Regions from separate parts of the Danio rerio genome. Here region 2 is linked to region 1. Evidence: chromatin contacts called from public HiChIP or PLAC-seq data. All regions are on one chromosome and are shown on one strand. Each heading gives the region's core, a stretch centred on a gene start, on an enhancer-like site or on the middle of the called end of the contact. The rest is flanking DNA. Distances are from core to core; before and after follow the strand shown. Region 1 holds the start of adra2b (adrenoceptor alpha 2B). Region 2 holds the start of zgc:152830.

What was found. HiChIP or PLAC-seq counts read pairs in DNA pulled down with a chosen protein or histone mark.
Region 2: a contact with region 1 is called in an H3K4me3 HiChIP or PLAC-seq map of embryo, with 7 times the contacts expected there. The contact joins the promoter of zgc:152830 here to the promoter of adra2b in region 1. A contact is called at or near these places in 2 of 18 Hi-C or Micro-C datasets (hematopoietic stem cells and an unstated tissue) and 1 of 4 datasets of contacts at active chromatin or transcription factors (embryo).

The regions. Positions count from the first base shown.
Region 1 is chr8:49,084,138-49,087,515 of GRCz12tu, reverse strand. adra2b (adrenoceptor alpha 2B) reads right to left here and starts at 1,739. Exons shown (of 1, transcript NM_207638.1): 1 at 210-1,739. The coding sequence starts at 1,739. The coding sequence ends at 210.
Region 2 is chr8:49,670,993-49,674,370 of GRCz12tu, reverse strand. zgc:152830 reads right to left here and starts at 1,555. Exons shown (of 16, transcript NM_001076620.1): 1 at 1,505-1,555; 2 at 8-49. The coding sequence starts at 1,515. fahd2a (fumarylacetoacetate hydrolase domain containing 2A) reads left to right here and starts at 2,218. Exons shown (of 8, transcript NM_212918.1): 1 at 2,218-2,408.

The DNA of each region.
Region 1 (3,378 bases), core at 490-2,989:
GAAGCCTGAGGTGATAACCTGGACAGAATAGAGTCATTTGAGTCGCGTGGTCTCCTCGGTTCACCCGGCAGCACAAAAAGCCCTTCATTTACATCACAACAACGCCATTATTGTGCTTATTTTAGTGTTCTTTCTGACACTCGTGTTCTGAATAGATGTAAGTGTTTTTTTTTGTTTTAAATCTGAGGAGACGATGCACCTCAGGAGCTTCAGAAGAATGTGCCTTTGGTGTTCTTGCAGAGGATCTTTTTGAAGGCTCTGCGGAAGTCTTTGTTGAAGATGGTGTAGATGACCGGGTTGAGGCAGCTGTTGCAGTAGCCGATCCAGAAGAAGAACTTGAAGAGTGGCTCTGGCAGGGCGCACGACTCTGGGCACACAGCCTGTAGGCTGTATGAGAAGAAGAAGGGAAACCAGCAAATGACAAAGACACCAATCACTACCGCCAACACAAAGGTGAATCGTTTCTCTCGGTTCACCATCGCTTTGCGGCGTGCAGAGTTGGGCGTTCCATCTTGCTTGGCCTTTCGGGCCACCAGCTTGGCACCTTTAGCGGTGGCGATCATGTCTCTGTATTTCTGCATAGTGGCAGGAGAATGAATGCCACTGGGGGTCATAGTCGGGGTGCAAGGGACCTCTAACCCCCTCCCACCTTGCTCAGTGTCCGAATCAGAGCTCATGCTTTCTCCATTATTGTTGTCAGGCTCTTTCTTGTTCTTGTTTTTGTTGTTCTTCTTCTTCTTCTCCTTTTTCCCCTCTTTACTTTTACTGGGAGCCACTTCAGATGAATTCGAAGGAGATGGCGAGGGGCATGGGGTGGTTGGTGTCAAGGTTGTTGAAGGGGCTTGCAGAAGGTTGTTGGCGATCGGGGTGTTTGCTGCCTGCTGGACAGACTCCACTTGGGACACAGCCAAAGTTGGAGGCCTGGCTTTTTTCTGAAGGGTGCCTGGCGTTTCATCTCCTCTTCCATTTTGGATCTTGTGCTGAGGAGTCGTAGCATTAGCTGGGGCTTCTTTGCGGGGCTCCCCTGGTGGACACCGTGTGCGCTGCTTGGCGATCTGATAGATCCGCATGTAGACTAAGATCATTATTAGACAAGGAGCAAAGAAGGAACCAATAGTAGAGTACAGGATGTACCAGCGCTCATCGTTGAGCTGACACTGAGGCAGCGCACCTGACTCGCCACCACCTTTATTCTTGTTCATAGATAGTAGTGGCGGAAATGAGATTACCGCTGAGATCAACCACACCACCAAAATGGCACACTTGATTCGTTTCGGTGTCCGCTTGGGACCGTACGTGACAGCACGTGAGATAGACATGTAGCGGTCTAGACTGATGGCGCACAGATGTACTATGGAGGAAGTGCAGAACAACACATCCAGCGCCAGGTAGATCTCACACCATACAGAGCGGAAATACCAGTAGCCCATCAGTTCATTGGCTAGGGAAAAGGGGATGATGAGGGTGGCCACCAAAATGTCTGCAGCAGCAAGGGAGACCAAAAAAAGATTTTGGGGTCCTCTTAATGAGCGACTTGTTAAAACAGCAATGATGACCAGGATATTGCCTACTATTGTAATAAGCATCATCAATGTGATGGCTGTTGCAAAGGCTGCTGTGGCTTCAGGAGAGTACGGGGCGAGTTTTATCATGCTCTGGTTACAAGTCGGTGAAGACGTGCCTCCAGTGCCATTAGTGTGGCCAGGCAGACCCACGGCAACAGGGCACGGGCTATCCATGACTGCAAATGCAGAAAGTGCACGTGGGCAGTTCTTCTCTATGGCAATCCGTATGTGGGTAGAATAAGTTAAATAATATGGTTTTGGTGTTTATTTTATGTTCTAAAAACTAAGTGTTCAATATTTTATTAAATATTACATTAAATAAAACCTTTATGTACAAACCCCCCTACGTATAAACAAATGAATACATTGTTAACTGCACTATAGATTCTGTCAGTCATCGTATGTCACATCTCGTCGAGTGTTGTGAATTTATTATTTTGCATCTCAAAAGATTGAAATAAGCCACATCTGAGTAACATGCAACTAATAAAATGTAATAAACATCCAATTAATTGAAATACATTTTAATTTATGATTCTTATTAAGTATTTTTGCTTGTCTGCCGTTATATCATCAACTTAAGAATGTTGTTACATAAGACAGGTTGAAAATTGAAATGTGAGAGGGGGGAAAGCCGAAACAAAAGACTACTGCAGAAATATGAGTGATCAAATCCGAAGTGACCGATTGATTAAATGCCAATATGAAAATCATGCGCAATATTGTGCTTCTATTAAATGATTTCGATAATAATTCTTCAGTTAGAACATTACAAAATTGGAACATTCAATTTGCGAATTCAAAATCTTCTTAAATTGTTGACAAGTAATTACAAAACAAATATATTGGAATGCTTAAATCTAGGTTACCCAGATGCTCAACCCTCCACGGAGCGCGAGGCTTTAAATATAAATCTCCAGAGAGAGCGCAGCAGCGCGCGGCGATGTGCCAGTTTCCCCTCACAGTTTTCACAAGTTTGCAGAAAGAATTGAAGTGCAACAACTACCCTGATAAATGATGGAGTCTGGTGTAGTTGTGTCGTTGTTACATTCCTGAGTGGAGAAAGTCGGCTTAAGGATCAGAGGCACTCCAAAATAGTCGGGTATGTCCAAGTAATAAAAAGAAGTATAAGTGAAAACAGTTTGTCTTCCGTCTCTCTTCGTGTTTCTCCTGTTTCAGCAGTATCTCATTCAGCAGGTTGGATGCCTCCTACATGCCGCGCGCATTACCTCAGTGACAGTTTTAAGTATCGGTGCGGCTCGAGCGAGCCGCTCTCGCTTCATATCTACGCAACGGTTCTCCTCAGTACCCCAGTATAAGTGATGTCAGGACGGGCGTCATGAGGCGAACTCTTCCCTCCCACTTAAAAGCCTGACCTATCCTAACACTCTATTGTCAAGCATAAAACAAATACAGGCGTGTAGTGGATGCAATTCTAATCAAACCTTTTGGAGAGGTCAGCCGCACAATCAACTTGTATCCAAAATGGATAAAGGTAATGATTTTGATTAATGGTGTCTGCACAATAAAGAGCACTGTTTATTATTAGGAAACTTGCAAACAGGATATATTTGAAAACATTAGGTACGGAAAATGAAAAAAGCTTTTTGCTGTTATTGTGCGTAAAAAAAACGCTGCAAAGCATTTTATCACTAAGTTGCCGACTGCATTTAACAACAAAAAACAACAATTAAAAGCCAAACAAACTATAAAAGCAACAGAAAGCTTTTTAAAACGCTTGAAACTTTAATCGCAGACTGCACACTCGTGCGTAAAAGGACTCGTGACGGTCGAGCGCTTCCTCCGCACCGTA
Region 2 (3,378 bases), core at 306-2,805, 590 kb before region 1:
GACTCACTTCTGGTCTTTGCAGTCAGTGGTAAACTGGATCGGCTGGATTCTAAATGAAAGGAAACATAGAGAGAGGATTAAAAAAATTGTTATGCATAAAAAATAGGTAATCAAACATTATAAGTAATTAGTAATAAAAAACTGCAGCTTCTTTCACCATGTTTGATTAAAGCCTGATTGTCGTTTGCACGTGTGGGGTTCAAAAGACTGACACTGATATAAAGTTAAGCAATTTTACTATTTCGAAATGTCGAGTCTTGAGATGCAGATTCAACAAAAACAGTTCCTCACTGCTGACACGGCAAATCAAAATAATTATATGATTATCAACACTTTTAACATAGTCAGCAATGAGGAACTGTTTTGTGGAAACTGTAATTTAACTGTTGATGAGGAACTGTGGTGAAAGTTCAATGGGTTTATAGTGAGCCTGTGGACAACTTCAAATATATATTTTTATTATTTATAATAAATTTACAACAAAACAATAATAATAATTAAAAAATCTCAAATTAACTGATCAAAACTTTATTTTTTTCTTTGAACAGAATTTTAAAATGCAACATTCCCTTAGATACACATTTCTGAAACCTATATATCATTACAATATCATCGCAACCAATTTTAAATAAGTAGTCATTTTTTTTCAATGTAAAAATTCAATGTTTAAATGTTTTCAGTGCATGTACAGAATCTACTAATTATGTTCTTTTAGGTTTGTCACATAATTCAGTTCTCAGTGTTAAACGGTCCTTAATAAATCATTGTAATATGTTGCCTTACTAATATGCTTATTTGGTTAGAATCAAGAATTAGGGGTCCTTATTATTGTCAATGCATCATATGTTAGACAAATTTAAGTTTCTTTAGGATTCTCTGATTAACAAAGTTGAAAATTAAAACCAGTTAATTAAAATAAAACCTTTTGAAACATTAGATGTGTCTTATAATCACTTTATTTTGTCCTTGATAAATATCTCTGAACAAGAAAATCTTTTCGTAGTCTCTATTCACTGTGCATGGGTTTGATTGAAAAATCTGTGTTTTTCCACCTATTATTGATTTCTGCTATTAATGTAAATCATTTGAAGTTAAAACATTAATATGATGTTGTATAAAGATGTACATATGTCTGAAAACATGCCACCTTTACTTGTTTTATGTAAAAACATGGTCTACGACAACATTTTCATTTCAAATTTCAATATTAGTAGTTTCAAGAACAAAACAAAAGGTACTTAAGCAGGTCCGAATAAATAGCAAATCAAGATATATCATTAAACAGCTGTATATAAAGAAGAAAATCAGGTTGTTTGTAAAATCATGCTGCAAAACATGTGAAAAATATCCACAAAACAAAAATCACTAAATTACCTACTTTTGAATCATTTTAATGTTTGACTTTAAAAAATCTACATAATGCAATCTTACCACACTCAATACACCTAAAAAATGACAGTAATAACGCAAATTGCATTTAAACGATTCTGAATAATCCTCTTACCGTACAGACATTCTTCCGTCTCCTCTCGCCCTGCAGAAGTAAAACCGTGATGTCAGCTGACAGATTTCACAGACGAATCACATGACCCATTGAGTCACGTTATTCACGAAAATTTAGTTTTTTTTTCATACTCTAACTACATAAAATGTGCAAAAAAAATAATAAAATGATTATTTTAGGATGATTTTTATGACAAAAAATCAAATGCAATTTTGTGCATTTAAAAATGAGAAAAAAGTCTTTAAATAGCGCTCTTCTCAACAAACTTTCATTAAACTACATAATACACACCGGAAGTCAACAGCGATAGAAGTCTGAATCGTTTCAGCGAATCGATTCTTTTGAACAGCAGGTTGTAGTTTGGTTCTTCCACTTTATACCATTATCCATGTTTTATTCATGTTATTTTAATAAATAATTAATGTTTAATCTAAGTAAGTGATTTATGTATATCCTTGTATTAAAGCTTAGTTTGTCAGAGTAATGTATAATGTTATTTTTAATTTACGTTGCCTAAACATAGCTTAATCAGCTTTAAACAGATTTTTTTTTACAAAGAAATGTTCGTAAACACGTTTATTCGTGAGATTTCTTGTAAATAAATGTATTAATAATCGCTCTCGGGCTCTTTTTAGGAACAGTTTGAACTGACGAATTAAAAGATTCGACTCAAAAGAACGATTCTTTAACGAGTCAGCAGAACGTCAATTTCAGTCACGTGACAGCGGTGCTGGAATGACAGTGAGCTACAGTATCAAAGTACAAAGATTGTGTAATTTTTGTGGAATATATTGAGATGTGTGAGCGAGTAAGACATCAGTCCTCAGACAGATCACCTTTGTAAGCGTTATTTTTTTTTTAAAACGTGCACGATCAACACTTCTGTTTTGTGAACCAAGATCAGGTAGGACTTTCATACAGCGCTGCAGAAATCTGAAAGTAGGGCATAGTCACTAGTTATCTACTCTGTCTTGCTTGTTATCTTATTTCTAGCCATAAACCAAGCTGTTTACTGCAATCAGTAGTTTACAACGTGTTCTTGCACAATCAAAAACCGCTCTGATGTCTTTATCCTAAAATAATAATGCCTTCAACCTGTTGTAAGCGGTGCTTCCCAAACCAGGATGATGCGTACTGGCGTCATTTGCGTCTATGACGTTTCCAGGAGATGAACAGCTGAGTTCAATTTGTAATGAGTCCAAGCCTTTAAAAGCGATTGTAGTTTCTGGGTCAGGAGGGGTTTTTCTTGGTTTTTGATTGCAGGTGCTGCTGAGCCGCTGGCCAAGGCTATCGTGCCGGGACGTGGGCATGATGTTGTGCGCGAGCGAATGACTGGGAGGGATAGTTGGTAGTGCTGGGGTTTCCCCGGACTAAAGTTTCGGTGGCCGCTGTTGACTTTCCAATCTCTGTATCCCACGTCCGGTAGCGGGTAAGCGGGCCAGCAGCACAGTTATACTGTTGCGGGGTCATTGTGTGTGCATTGCATTTTGTTCGCCGGGAGTTTGAGTGAGTTTGATTGCTCCCGGCGCTTGTACTCTGTCTGTCTGTCTGTGTGTGTGTGTGTGTGTGTGTGTGTGTGTGTGTGCGTGCGTGCGTGTGTGTGTGTGTGTGTGCGTGTGACGGGGGATGAGCGCAGGCTAGCATCACGCTCCGTAAAGGAAATGTTAAATGACGACGGCTTGATATTTAGCTGGAGTGGTATTGATGGTAGCTTATGATTTGATTGCTGTGTGGAGTCTATTTATGGGTGTTATTTATACATTTATATTTATGAGATTTACTGTGTGGTGTATTACAACTCTGGGTTGATGTGAAATGATGATGTGTTGCACAATTACGGTTGATACCCCTTGTTAAATGCCTTGTGGTGGTCA